4 separate regions of the Mus musculus genome follow, and regions 2, 3 and 4 are each linked to region 1. A link is a contact called in public HiChIP or PLAC-seq data. All regions are on one chromosome and are shown on one strand. The core of a region is the stretch at or near the end of the contact, and the rest is flanking DNA. Distances in the headings are between cores, read along the strand shown. Region 1 has its middle 45 kb from the start of Trim24. Region 2 has its middle 61 kb from the start of Gm33429. Region 3 has its middle 90 kb from the start of Gm33429. Region 4 has its middle 26 kb from the start of Gm38791.

Region 1 (2,613 bases), core at 30-2,529:
ACAAAGATAGAAACAAGCAGAGGAATTTATCCACTACCCAGAGAGAAGAATCAGCAACAGAAGAAAAAGCTGCTGGCAAAATAAATAGGGAAATTAGAGATGCGAATGGAAATGTCAGTGGTGGGAAAGAAAAAGACAATGAGAAAATGAAGATTTTGGGGGGTAAAGTAGAAATTCTGGAAATAAAAAGCTCAACAAATCAAATACAAAAAACAACAGAACCATCACCAACAGACTCGCCAAGCAGAAGAAAAAACTAGGGATATCTACAAGCATTAGGGTGTTGCCGTGGAAGAGTACCTTGGCAGGTTGGACCCAAGGAATGCCTCAGAGTCACATTATGGAACAGATATTACAGATATTATGTGAGAGATTTGTTGGGGGTAGAGGAAGGCCACCTTTGAGCAGGAGTGAGAGAAGGGTTGTGAGGGAGGGAGAGAGACAAAGAGACAGAGACAGAGGGTGGGACATTATGGCAGGGGCCTTTATAATGGGTACTCAATTTGTGGCGACAGCGGTAATGTGTTGCATGACAAGCTGGTGATGATGTGGCTGCAGGCAAGGTGACCTCGTTCCTAATGACAAGATTGTTGGGATGAGGATGACCCACAACATCCAAGAACTTTGCAAAATGATTAAGAGATGAAACATAAGAATGCATGGGAGGCAAGGATCTGAGATAACCAGTAGAGACTCGTAATGAGATAACAGCATTCTAGAGGAGGATTTATTCAATGGAACTATTATATTCTTCACAGAAATAGAAAAAGAAATCGTAAAATGTATTTGAGAGCACAAAAGGCCCTATAGACAAAGCAATCCTTAGCATAAAGAACAATGGCAGGCATAGCAATATCAGATCTCAAATTATATTATACAGACACAGTAACAAAGACGGACAAAACAGACATAAAAACTAGTGACATAGAATAGAGGAGCCAGAGATGAAACCATACTGTTAATAGCAACCTAATTTCTGACAAAGCTGTTTTAAAAAATACGTTGGAGAAGATAGCCTCTTTAAAGAAAGAGAATGGATAGTCCTGGCAAAACCGGATTCATACATGCTGAAAATTGAAATTTGACCTGTATCTCTCATCCCGCACAAAAATCAGTTCATCGTGGATCCAACATTGACCTGAAACTGAAACGGCTGAAGGCAGATTCAGGGAAAGCGCTCGAGACACAGGCAGAACTTTCTGAAAAGGACTCCAACAGCACTGGACGCTGTCCTAGATTGACAAGTAGAACCTTCTGAATAACAGAGGAAGCAATCACCATAATGAAGAGACTGCCTACAGAATGGGTGCTGCACACAGACCTCACTTGGGTCCTCAATCCACAGGCAAAACTTGGGTTCGGTGGTTACAGACCAGCAAGGAGTTGGCACGGATGACAAAAAAATACAGACCAAAGGGAGTGTGGTATCTGAATGTATTTTTGTCAAAGTGAGCATCAGTCTTTTATAATATAAAAGAAATTAAGTGATACATTAAGGCCATTCAAGGTACATTGAAGTTATCTGATGCAAAATTACTTTGACAACAAAACAGAGGAATGTGTACTTAAAAGCTAACAGGAACCAACTGGGATAAAATCAGTGTTAACAACTGGGATCAAAAGCAGTTCCACCTAAGGTCAGCTTAATCTTAGAAGCCAGGGGCAAGGGCTTCGTGCCCTTGCCTTAGTTCTAATTCTAGTCTATTGTATAGTCTACCTTCCCCCTAGGCCATTGCAAATTCCTGTGTGTGGGTGTAACTCAGCTATCTATAGTTCTAAGTATTTACTCCAATTCCTTCTTAGACCACAACCTTCCTTCTTCCTAGGTCATTGTAAATTCTTGCATATGGGAGTAGCTCAGCTATTATTCTAAGTGGTAGCTATTATTCTAAGGGACTTTCTACTAATAAGTAATGTAGTCTACCATACATAATTATAATAAGAATTCTAAACTTATGTTGCTAAGCTTGCCCTGAGATTTCTAACTATATGTAGTAGATAGTAATGCCTGATTTCTTTCACTGTCTCTCTTACGATACTAGAGGCAATTCTGAATGTCACCGAATAGGCAACATTCTTACTGAATTCAAAGCTCATGGTCAGCTCAAGGATTACTTCGGACATTGGTGAAGGCCAGGAAGCAAAGTTCAATTTTGCTTAGGTATTTGGCAAGTCATTGCTTGGAGACACCTATAGTAAAACAATACTGAGGGCAAGCAGATCCGTTCAACGACTAAAGCAAGGACATTATTGGAGCATTCGTTATACAGGATGCCATGGTTCTAGGAGACTAAGTTTCTGTGAACTTTTTGCCTCAGGACTACATCCAGGTTTTTGGGCCTGTCACGTGTGTCACTACTAGAGTGGATGTAGCAGATGGGAAAATAATTATTGCCAACCATTGTCTAGACCCCCCCCCCCCCAGAGTTATATCTAAAATACATAAACACACACACACACTAAGCATCAACCCTCATCCCCCAAGTCATCTAACCAATAAACAAGCTAATGAGATGAATAGACAGTACTCAAAAGGACACATACAAATGTCCAATAGTCCAATGAATGATTGAAGAAAAGGCAGAGGGAGGAGGATCTATGTGAGTTCATCAG
Region 2 (2,613 bases), core at 76-2,575, 230 kb after region 1:
CGGGTGTGCATGAGCACTCTTTGTTCACAGCCCCTCCTCCACAGTGAAAAAAAAAAATCCTCCTAGCCCATGATATATAAATCATAAATAGACCTGTATGGTATTATAACTTGGATCTTGCCTCTGTTCCATTTGTTGTGATTTATGTCTGCTCTTCTTTTCCTCTTTATTATCTCCTTAATTGTAATCATTTTTTTTTGTTGTTGTTGTTCAGTTGCTCTGCATTTTATTTTGTTATTTCTCTTAGGAAAGTCTACTTGGCTTTAATAAGGGGAGCATCACTTAACTGAGAACAAATGAGAACATATAGCTTGAGCAGTATCTGATTTGTGAAAGAAATCTGTTGATAGAAGAGGCTCCAAGGTTTTCAGTTTGTAGTTATCATTTTTCTTGACTTGCTGGTTACACTGGGTTAATATTGTATTTAATACTGGATCACACACACACACACACACACACACACACACACACACACACGAAGAGAGAGAGAGAGAGAGAGAGAGAGAGAGAGAGAGAGAATATGACTAAGACTATCTGGAATTTTTGTTTTCCGGGGATTGTAGCTTTGAAACTGGTGACGTGAAGCGATTGCAAAGAGAGCTATAGCTATTTAGGGATGATATTTGGGCCCTGAAAACTCTACTCTGTGCTTTTCCCATGCGCAGGGTAGAATAAATTCACGAAGCTCCTTCACTGTTTCTTCTATAGAAGTGGCCACCATTCAGGGTTTCCTCCGTCCCTTTATAGATGCAAATGATCTGCTCAAATCATCTATACAAAGTGAAAAGGCCTCCTCAAATCCAATCCTTGAAGGAAATCTCCTTGAGAGTTAAATCTCAAACAAAGGAAGAATAGACCAGGGCTTATTTATCTTCTACTTGCTTTGGGGATTCCTAGGCAGATCGTACAGAAGTGAAGAAAAAAAGCTTAGGGCTATACAGTCTTTCCTCTGCTTTTCGTTTCTTCCTCCTCTGTGAAATGCAGTAGACAGGCTCGCCCAGAGGCAAGAGAGCCCAGCGGTTTCTAAACCTGAACTAGAGGGCAAAGCCTAGTAGTACTGTGAAGACCTTTGTTCTCCATTACGAGAAGATTAGAATCCAGAGGAAACTGTGTGAATGTGTGAGCGTAGGCAAATGAATAGTAATTTTTCCTTATGGGAGGCTTAGCAAGCAGGATGTAGAAGGCTTTCCTTTCGGAGATTATGAGAAATCAGACTTGAGAAGGATCTTTTCCCATATTCTGCCTCCTTTTGAGAAGAGGGCGTTTGTTATTCACAGTGCCCGAGCTAAAACAAAGATAGACTTGGGCTCCCCTAGTGGCCTCCCCTGACCTTTGCTCTTGAGAAATCCTCCCTTCCCCCATCAAAGGCAGCTAGCCTGCCAAGCACCAGTATTCTACAAAACCTCTCTTACCTTGTAAAAATGTATGTGTGAAGGGATTCAAACTCTACCTGGTAAAACTTTTGTTTATGCACAAGACCTGCTAAATCCCTGGAACGGATGGATTGGACAGTAGCCCGTCCCTCTCTTCTTTCCTTTGCTTCCTTCCTGCAGCTTTCCAAATTAGCCAATCAGAACTAGTCTGCGAGGTTGACCGCCCAATCGAAGAGAAATAACCAACTGTCGCTGCCGCCTTTCTCTAGGGATGACCATCAGGCTCCCGTGCTGGCCCTGTTCGGGATGTGATGCACTCTCTTTGCAAAAGGAAATCGCCTTGGAGTTACTTCCTCACTATTCATGTGATCCTTCCTGCAACATTGAGATTATTCTTTTCCAACACTCAGTCTTTCAGACTTTTAAAGTCAGATGAGGAGCCTTCTGGTCAGCGATGATGGAAATAGTGGTGTTCCTCCAGTTAGAGTGGAGAAAGAGAAGAGAAAAACTCTAAGAAACTGCCACGAGCAAATGAAGGAATTTGTGTACTGGGGTTGTCGTTATACTCATGATAAAATACTTCAGTAGACACATTTATGTCCTTAGGTCAGAGGACAGTTCTGTGCACTCAGTTCTTTCTTCTCTTTAAGTAAATTGCTGGCCTAAAAATGTTATTAAAAGCAACAATGGAGCAAAAAAGACTGGAAACAAATAAACATTTTGGAGAATATCATTCCCCAAATTGAGAAACAACGGAGGTTTTGCTTGTGAATCACTGGATATATCTATCCACGATCTTGCTCAGTATCATAACAATTTGCACATGCTTATATAATTTGAGCATGTTTTCATGTTACTGAGCATGCTTTTTCTAGAACCGATAATGCGACTGATAATATCGCCTCAGAACGGCTGGCATCCTGGTCGAGGATTACCAAACTCAATTTCTTCTTCCCTTCCTCTCCTTCCTCCTTTTCTGCTTATGCAGAAGATTAAAGCAAGGTGAAGGGGCCTGGGGCTGGGACAGGGGTGGGACCTGGTGCTGGGGCTGGGACAGGGTGGATCAGGGCCGGAACTAGGGGTCGGGGGTAGGACTTATAAAATACTAACATGTGTGAAAAACACATGATTATTAAATCAGCTTTGTCAATGAATTATATACAAATATACCATGGTCCTCCTACTAGATTTTTTTTTAATGGAGTAATAGGAAATTGAGTTTTGCATCATATCATGTGTG
Region 3 (2,613 bases), core at 78-2,577, 200 kb after region 1:
TCTTTGCAGTGACTCATCAGACTCAGGAATGCTCTATACTTATAATGTCAGTCTTATTACTAAAGCCACAATGGAAGACACACATGGAGCAAGAGGCAGGGACAGAGTGTAACCAGCTTTTCTAAGTCTTTGTGTGTTTCACCCTGTGAGCCCACATCTAGCTCACCGATCCAAAGCCTCACTAGTCAATGCTTTTACAGGGGTTGCAATAGGCATAGGTGATGCTCTTTGCCCATTGAGGATTATCTTCAGTCTCCATTTCTTAGAGGCTGGGAGCTGGGACTCTAATCACATAGCTGGTTTTGTTTATCTTTACCCAGTTCTGATCCTGGAGTTAGCTGAATCTAACTAACAGTAACCTCATTAGTATCATAGAAACATTCCCAGCACTCAGGAAATTCCACATATTCCAAGAGCTCAACTCCAGGAACTCTGGGCAAAGATAAACACATACTTTTTAAGATATCACACTATCAAATTGTAAAACACTCATCAAATAACTCACCAATGTTCTTCAAAGTTACTAAAGGCATGTGAGAGAGAGAGAGAGAGAGAGAGAGAGAGAGAGAGAGAGAGAGAGAGGGAGAATGAGAGACAACCCAAAAATCCATGCTGTCCCAGACTGCAAAGGAACTAGGAAGATAGGATTAAAGTCAATGTTAGGACCCTGGACTGGATTCTGGACCAAAACAAGGATGTTTGTGGGATGACTGGTCTGATGAGTAGTTTGTATTATTAACTTTATATGCTTTAGAGTGGCCTGGGAAGAAAGGCTCAGAGAGGAATTGCCCAGAGCAAATTGGCCTACGGCATTGTCTATCTTGATTATAATAACTGATGTGGCTAGGCCCACCCCACTCCCTAAGAGTGGTTTTCCGGTAGCATAAGTATAGAGAGCCACCGAGCACTAACAGACAGGCATGTGCATATTTCTCTCTTCTCTTGACTATAGAAGTAATGTGAGTAGCTGGCGACCCACACATGAAGTTGTTTTCTGACCTCTACACATGTGCCATGCTCATGCACTATCTCCATACATCACACACACACACACAAACACACACACACAGAGAGAGAGAGAGAGAGAGAGAGAGAGAGAGAGAGAGAGAGAGACCCAAGTCTCCTGCCTTGACTTCCCCTCAACAAAGGACATTTGATGATCCTTGTTCTAAGCTTTCCTTTCCAACATTCTTAGCTTCTGTACTGTTTCTCTGAAGTTACCCCACCCCCACCCCCACCCCTCCCCCTCTCCCCACCCCCATCCCTGCCACACCCTTTGCTGTGCAGCTGATTATCCTGGTTTATGCCCTGTGGCTGCCGTCCATGTTTTGCTCACTGTGCATTGCTTTCTCTCTTGGATCTCCCTCATCTGGACAGCTGGCGATTTTGTTTGTCTGCCTTGCAGTGTGTTTTTTAAGCGCCATTAAGATTGCCCTCCAGCCTCCTTTTTAGTCGTTCTTAAATTCTTTCACTAACAAGACTACGAGTTCCACCTCTCACTGGAAATGTCAAGTTTAGCCAGAGGGGGTTTTGATTTAAATTGTATGATTCTCCCTAATCAGCATAGTCGTGGGCAAAGCATCTGGTGTGGAGTGACAGGCTGCATTAGCTGACTTCAGACCACTATGATCTTTCTATTATTATACTTAATCCGCCTGTTCACACTGAAGTAGAAAGACACACTGAACCAGTTAGACATTGATCATTCATTTTCATTTTTCTAGAAACACTATAATAACTGATTTTATCAACATAAGACATTTTAGTGCCATCTGCCAAAAATACTGTCATAAAATCCATTTTAGGGTCAATAAAATTATAAACAAAAACATGAGGAAAATTAGATGTCTTGATAACGCCTGTGATGGAATGGTGTCGTCTCACATGTGGAAGCCCTTGTATGGCTTTCAACATGAACAGCTGTTCATGGAGCTATTAAGCGATGGAAAAGAGCCATTGCCCAGGGTTGGTTACTGACGTGAAATCTCTGGTCTAGATGTTCTGGGGTTCCTTCCTGACAGAAGACTTGAGTGAAATGTGGTGGGTTTTTAATTCTAGTGCTGAGGTAAAGAATCTAGGTCCTTATGCTTGCTATGCAAGTATTTTTCCTTATTCCTTCTCTCTCTCTCTCTCTCTGTATCTATGTTTATGTGTGTATGCACATTCATGCATAGAGGTAATACGGAAGCATGGCACACATGTGGAGATGAGAGAACAACTTCATGTGTGGGTCACCAGTCACCTTCTATCTTTTATTTGAGACGGGATCTCTTCTTGGCCTGGGACTTCCCCACATAAGCCAACTCAGCTTTGTGCTCTACCACTGGGCTGTATCTACGGCTCTCTTTTTGTTTTGAAGCAGAGGAGTCTCATTAAGTTGGCCAAGTTGAGCTTGAACTCACTCTCTAGTCCAGGCAGCCCTTAAACTTGAGCTCTTCCTGCAATGTGTGATTCTGCTTTCAGATCCTGCTCCTCTCCACATCTCCAGACTCTACACTGAGAGGCCCAGGAGGGGCTTCAGATTATGACTGTAATGTCACCAGCTCCCCGCAGATGTGCCTACAGGTCACACGCCTTCCTCTCATCCTCCCATCCTATGAAGATAGGCATGCT
Region 4 (2,613 bases), core at 52-2,551, 140 kb after region 1:
CATTTCACATACACTGCCATCTTTAGATCTGTTTTAGGTCCTACACCCCAAGTTAACCCTTTGAACAATGTAAACAGCCAGGAGACTACAAGTCTGGTCACTTGGGCAGATGGTAGATTTATACACCAAAATCTTGCCATAATTATTCTTATTATTAAATAATAATAATTTCTTACACTGTGTGTGTTTTTTTTAATAACATAATTGTTACCCTTGGTCACCTTGTCCACCTGGCTGAATTATGGTTTTATTGATAAGAGCAGGGGGGAGGGGGGTGGGACTTAATGGCAGACCCCTGAGCTGTCCCCTTTGAACTGCCCCTTAGAGGTCTGTTCTTTGATATGGGGATGAGTCTAATGGCCAGTTGTAAACCAGGGTTATTTCCTTTCTTATGGGAATGGAGCCTCTTTGTGGCACTTGATGAGTAAACATTAGCAGAAACTTTCTCAGCATCAGTATGGTAGAGAGATTTCTTTGTCACAGTCTCTAAGAAGTCTGGTTAGGACACTTCTTAACTTACAGTCACACTGGAGGCAGTGCTCCTTAGCTAAATTCCACTTTGTATAACTTAATGTTCTCTAAGCAAGCTTGCTGGTAAATCTTTTATAGTGCCAATTCTACTGCTTCAAGCTTTTCTTCCATCAGTACCAAACTTATTCGACTCATGCTCCTATTGTCTTTCTTCAAGATTATCCCTAACCTTTTGTAAGGTCTCTTTGAAAACTCCTCATTTGTTAGCATGAATGCAGCAAACTTACCTACCATCACACAAAGTTTTCTCTGGAACATGAACACTAAGTAAGAATTATTTCTGCCAGCGACTCTACCTAGGAATGGAGGGAACTGACAGAGAATGGAAGATGTCTGATGTTTGTATCTACCTGCTGACTCATCTGTTTTAGGCCCTCTTTCCCTCTGGTTAGGGTTGTAGTACTTATTAAGGCAGTGGTTCCTGCTACCTCATCCCTACCAGGTGGAGGAGTAGGGCAGTCCAAAGGAAAATAAAAGATGGGCCCCTTCTGGTCCCAAATATGCATACACTTGGGGAAGAACATGTACAACCACTCAAAAAATTAGATTATTATACAGATGTTCTGAGGCCATACATCAGATGAAACCAGTAGTGGAGGCAAACCAAGTTCCCTGGGACTGAACTAAGGTTCTTCTGATCAAAGAACAATAAGTTGTGCCCTTCCCCCACCCCAGCTTTGAGCAGGCTAAATAGATCTTAAGTGTCTGCCACAGTCTTCTGCTGACCCAGGTAGAGTCCTCCCAGCCTGCAATTTCCTATAGGAGCAGACTGCCTGCTGAGCTTGCTTTGCAACTTAATCCAGCAGAAACAAAGGATAGGTCTGTGGGCTCTCCCTATATAAATACAGTGCTAAATACTAAACTTTGAGCCTTGATCAAGCCTTTGTCTTGGCTTCATCCTTTTCTCACCCCACCCCCGACCCCAGTCCTTTTCCCATTTCCAGCCTCCTTTTCAGGTACCCAGTTCATTCATGGCTGCTGGACAGCTACAATAAGTCTAGCATTTCAAGAAGAAGGGGATTTAGCAAGGGGGAAATTTGCAGTGATAAGGCATGGAATATTTCCAGTCACGACTCCCAACAAAATAGTGGTTTCAGAAAGTGAACAGACAAGCCAGTTGGTGGCCATACTTATCAGAATCTCTGCTCCCAACCTGATGCAGTAAGAAGAGACCTTAAAATAGATCCAGAAATCTTGAGCCAGTTCAGGCCAGATTTAATTTAGGAGGTGGTGCATTCCTTGGAGCCTAGCAAAAACTTCAGGTGTTTCAGGGGTCCCCATAAGGGTAGAGTTAATTATCACAATTCCAAGTGTTGATGAATGTAGACCTGCAGTTTCAGGGGCTTTAGGCTGTTTTTGAGTCAGGGGAGGGGAAAAGAAGAATAAAGGTTTATTCAATGGGGATTTCCATCCAATAGTATACTGTGGGGTATGGTATTGTCTGCTGTGGAAAATAAACAAGGCCCCTCAGTCATGCCCAGTTGTATATAATTCTATTCCCAGGTGGAGCCAATGACCCAACCATAATATAGGGGACTGTTTACCTGTAGGCATATACAGTTACTAGTGTTTGAACAATCCCTAATAGGTCTCCTACTTACAGACAGGAAGGCAGAATCAGTAGGCGCCCCTGAATAGGTAACAATGTCTATGCATATCCATTTTGGACAGAAGAACTCTCCCTCATTGACCACATTGAGATCTTTCATCATGGGTGTCCCAACATTTTCCATTTCCTGAGTCTAGAGGAAGTTTAATTCAGCAACATGGCTCCTCTGTCACCCCTTTAATCCCAAATAACAAATAAAGTTAGGTTATAGAAGGAAGCAGTTAAGTTTGAAAGTGATATCTAACTGAGGGGCAGACAATGTGATAAATCAGAGAAAGATTTGACAGAATGAGTCAGAGATAGGACACACCCAACTTTCAGGAACATACCAGAAGAGATGCTATTTAAGAGCAGTCGGAATTGGAGTCAGAGTCAGAGTCATATCAATGAGTGCAGTTTAGTTTAGTTTAGTTGGATTGAATCAGGGAAGTGGAGTTGAGTCCATGTAGTTTGTGCAGCAGGGGCTGTTGAAG

What was found. HiChIP or PLAC-seq counts read pairs in DNA pulled down with a chosen protein or histone mark.
Region 2: an H3K27ac HiChIP or PLAC-seq map of embryonic stem cells shows a contact between it and region 1, with 21 read pairs. The contact joins two enhancer-like sites. A contact is called at or near these places in 4 of 15 datasets of contacts at CTCF or cohesin (CD8 T cells, embryonic stem cells, large pre-B cells and 1 more), 17 of 484 Hi-C or Micro-C datasets (B cells, CD4 T cells, Th1 cells and 6 more), 19 of 115 datasets of contacts at active chromatin or transcription factors (CD8 T cells, embryonic hindbrain, embryonic stem cells and 7 more) and 1 of 9 other capture datasets (embryonic stem cells).
Region 3: a contact with region 1 is called in an H3K27ac HiChIP or PLAC-seq map of embryonic stem cells, with 6 read pairs. The contact joins two enhancer-like sites. A contact is called at or near these places in 1 of 15 datasets of contacts at CTCF or cohesin (the NIH/3T3 cell line), 1 of 484 Hi-C or Micro-C datasets (liver), 2 of 115 datasets of contacts at active chromatin or transcription factors (embryonic stem cells and large pre-B cells) and 1 of 9 other capture datasets (embryonic stem cells).
Region 4: an H3K27ac HiChIP or PLAC-seq map of embryonic stem cells shows a contact between it and region 1, with 15 read pairs. The contact joins two enhancer-like sites. A contact is called at or near these places in 11 of 484 Hi-C or Micro-C datasets (embryonic stem cells, liver and trophoblast stem cells) and 7 of 115 datasets of contacts at active chromatin or transcription factors (all in embryonic stem cells).

What each region holds. Positions count from the first base shown.
Region 1 is chr6:37,824,632-37,827,244 of GRCm38.p6, reverse strand. No RefSeq gene overlaps it. Among named protein-coding and RNA genes, the nearest start is that of Trim24, 45 kb to the left of the region's middle. Within about 2 kb of position 1,279, at least 11 of the 459 cell types and tissues checked have an H3K27ac peak or open chromatin away from gene starts, as enhancers often do. A contact at or near this core is called in embryonic stem cells and trophoblast stem cells, where this site is marked.
Region 2 is chr6:37,591,278-37,593,890 of GRCm38.p6, reverse strand. No RefSeq gene overlaps it. Among named protein-coding and RNA genes, the nearest start is that of Gm33429, 61 kb to the right of the region's middle. Within about 2 kb of position 1,325, at least 120 of the 459 cell types and tissues checked have an H3K27ac peak or open chromatin away from gene starts, as enhancers often do. A contact at or near this core is called in embryonic stem cells and trophoblast stem cells, where this site is marked.
Region 3 is chr6:37,620,540-37,623,152 of GRCm38.p6, reverse strand. No RefSeq gene overlaps it. Among named protein-coding and RNA genes, the nearest start is that of Gm33429, 90 kb to the right of the region's middle. Within about 2 kb of position 1,327, at least 34 of the 459 cell types and tissues checked have an H3K27ac peak or open chromatin away from gene starts, as enhancers often do. A contact at or near this core is called in embryonic stem cells, where this site is marked.
Region 4 is chr6:37,687,694-37,690,306 of GRCm38.p6, reverse strand. No RefSeq gene overlaps it. Among named protein-coding and RNA genes, the nearest start is that of Gm38791, 26 kb to the left of the region's middle. Within about 2 kb of position 1,301, at least 16 of the 459 cell types and tissues checked have an H3K27ac peak or open chromatin away from gene starts, as enhancers often do. A contact at or near this core is called in embryonic stem cells, where this site is marked.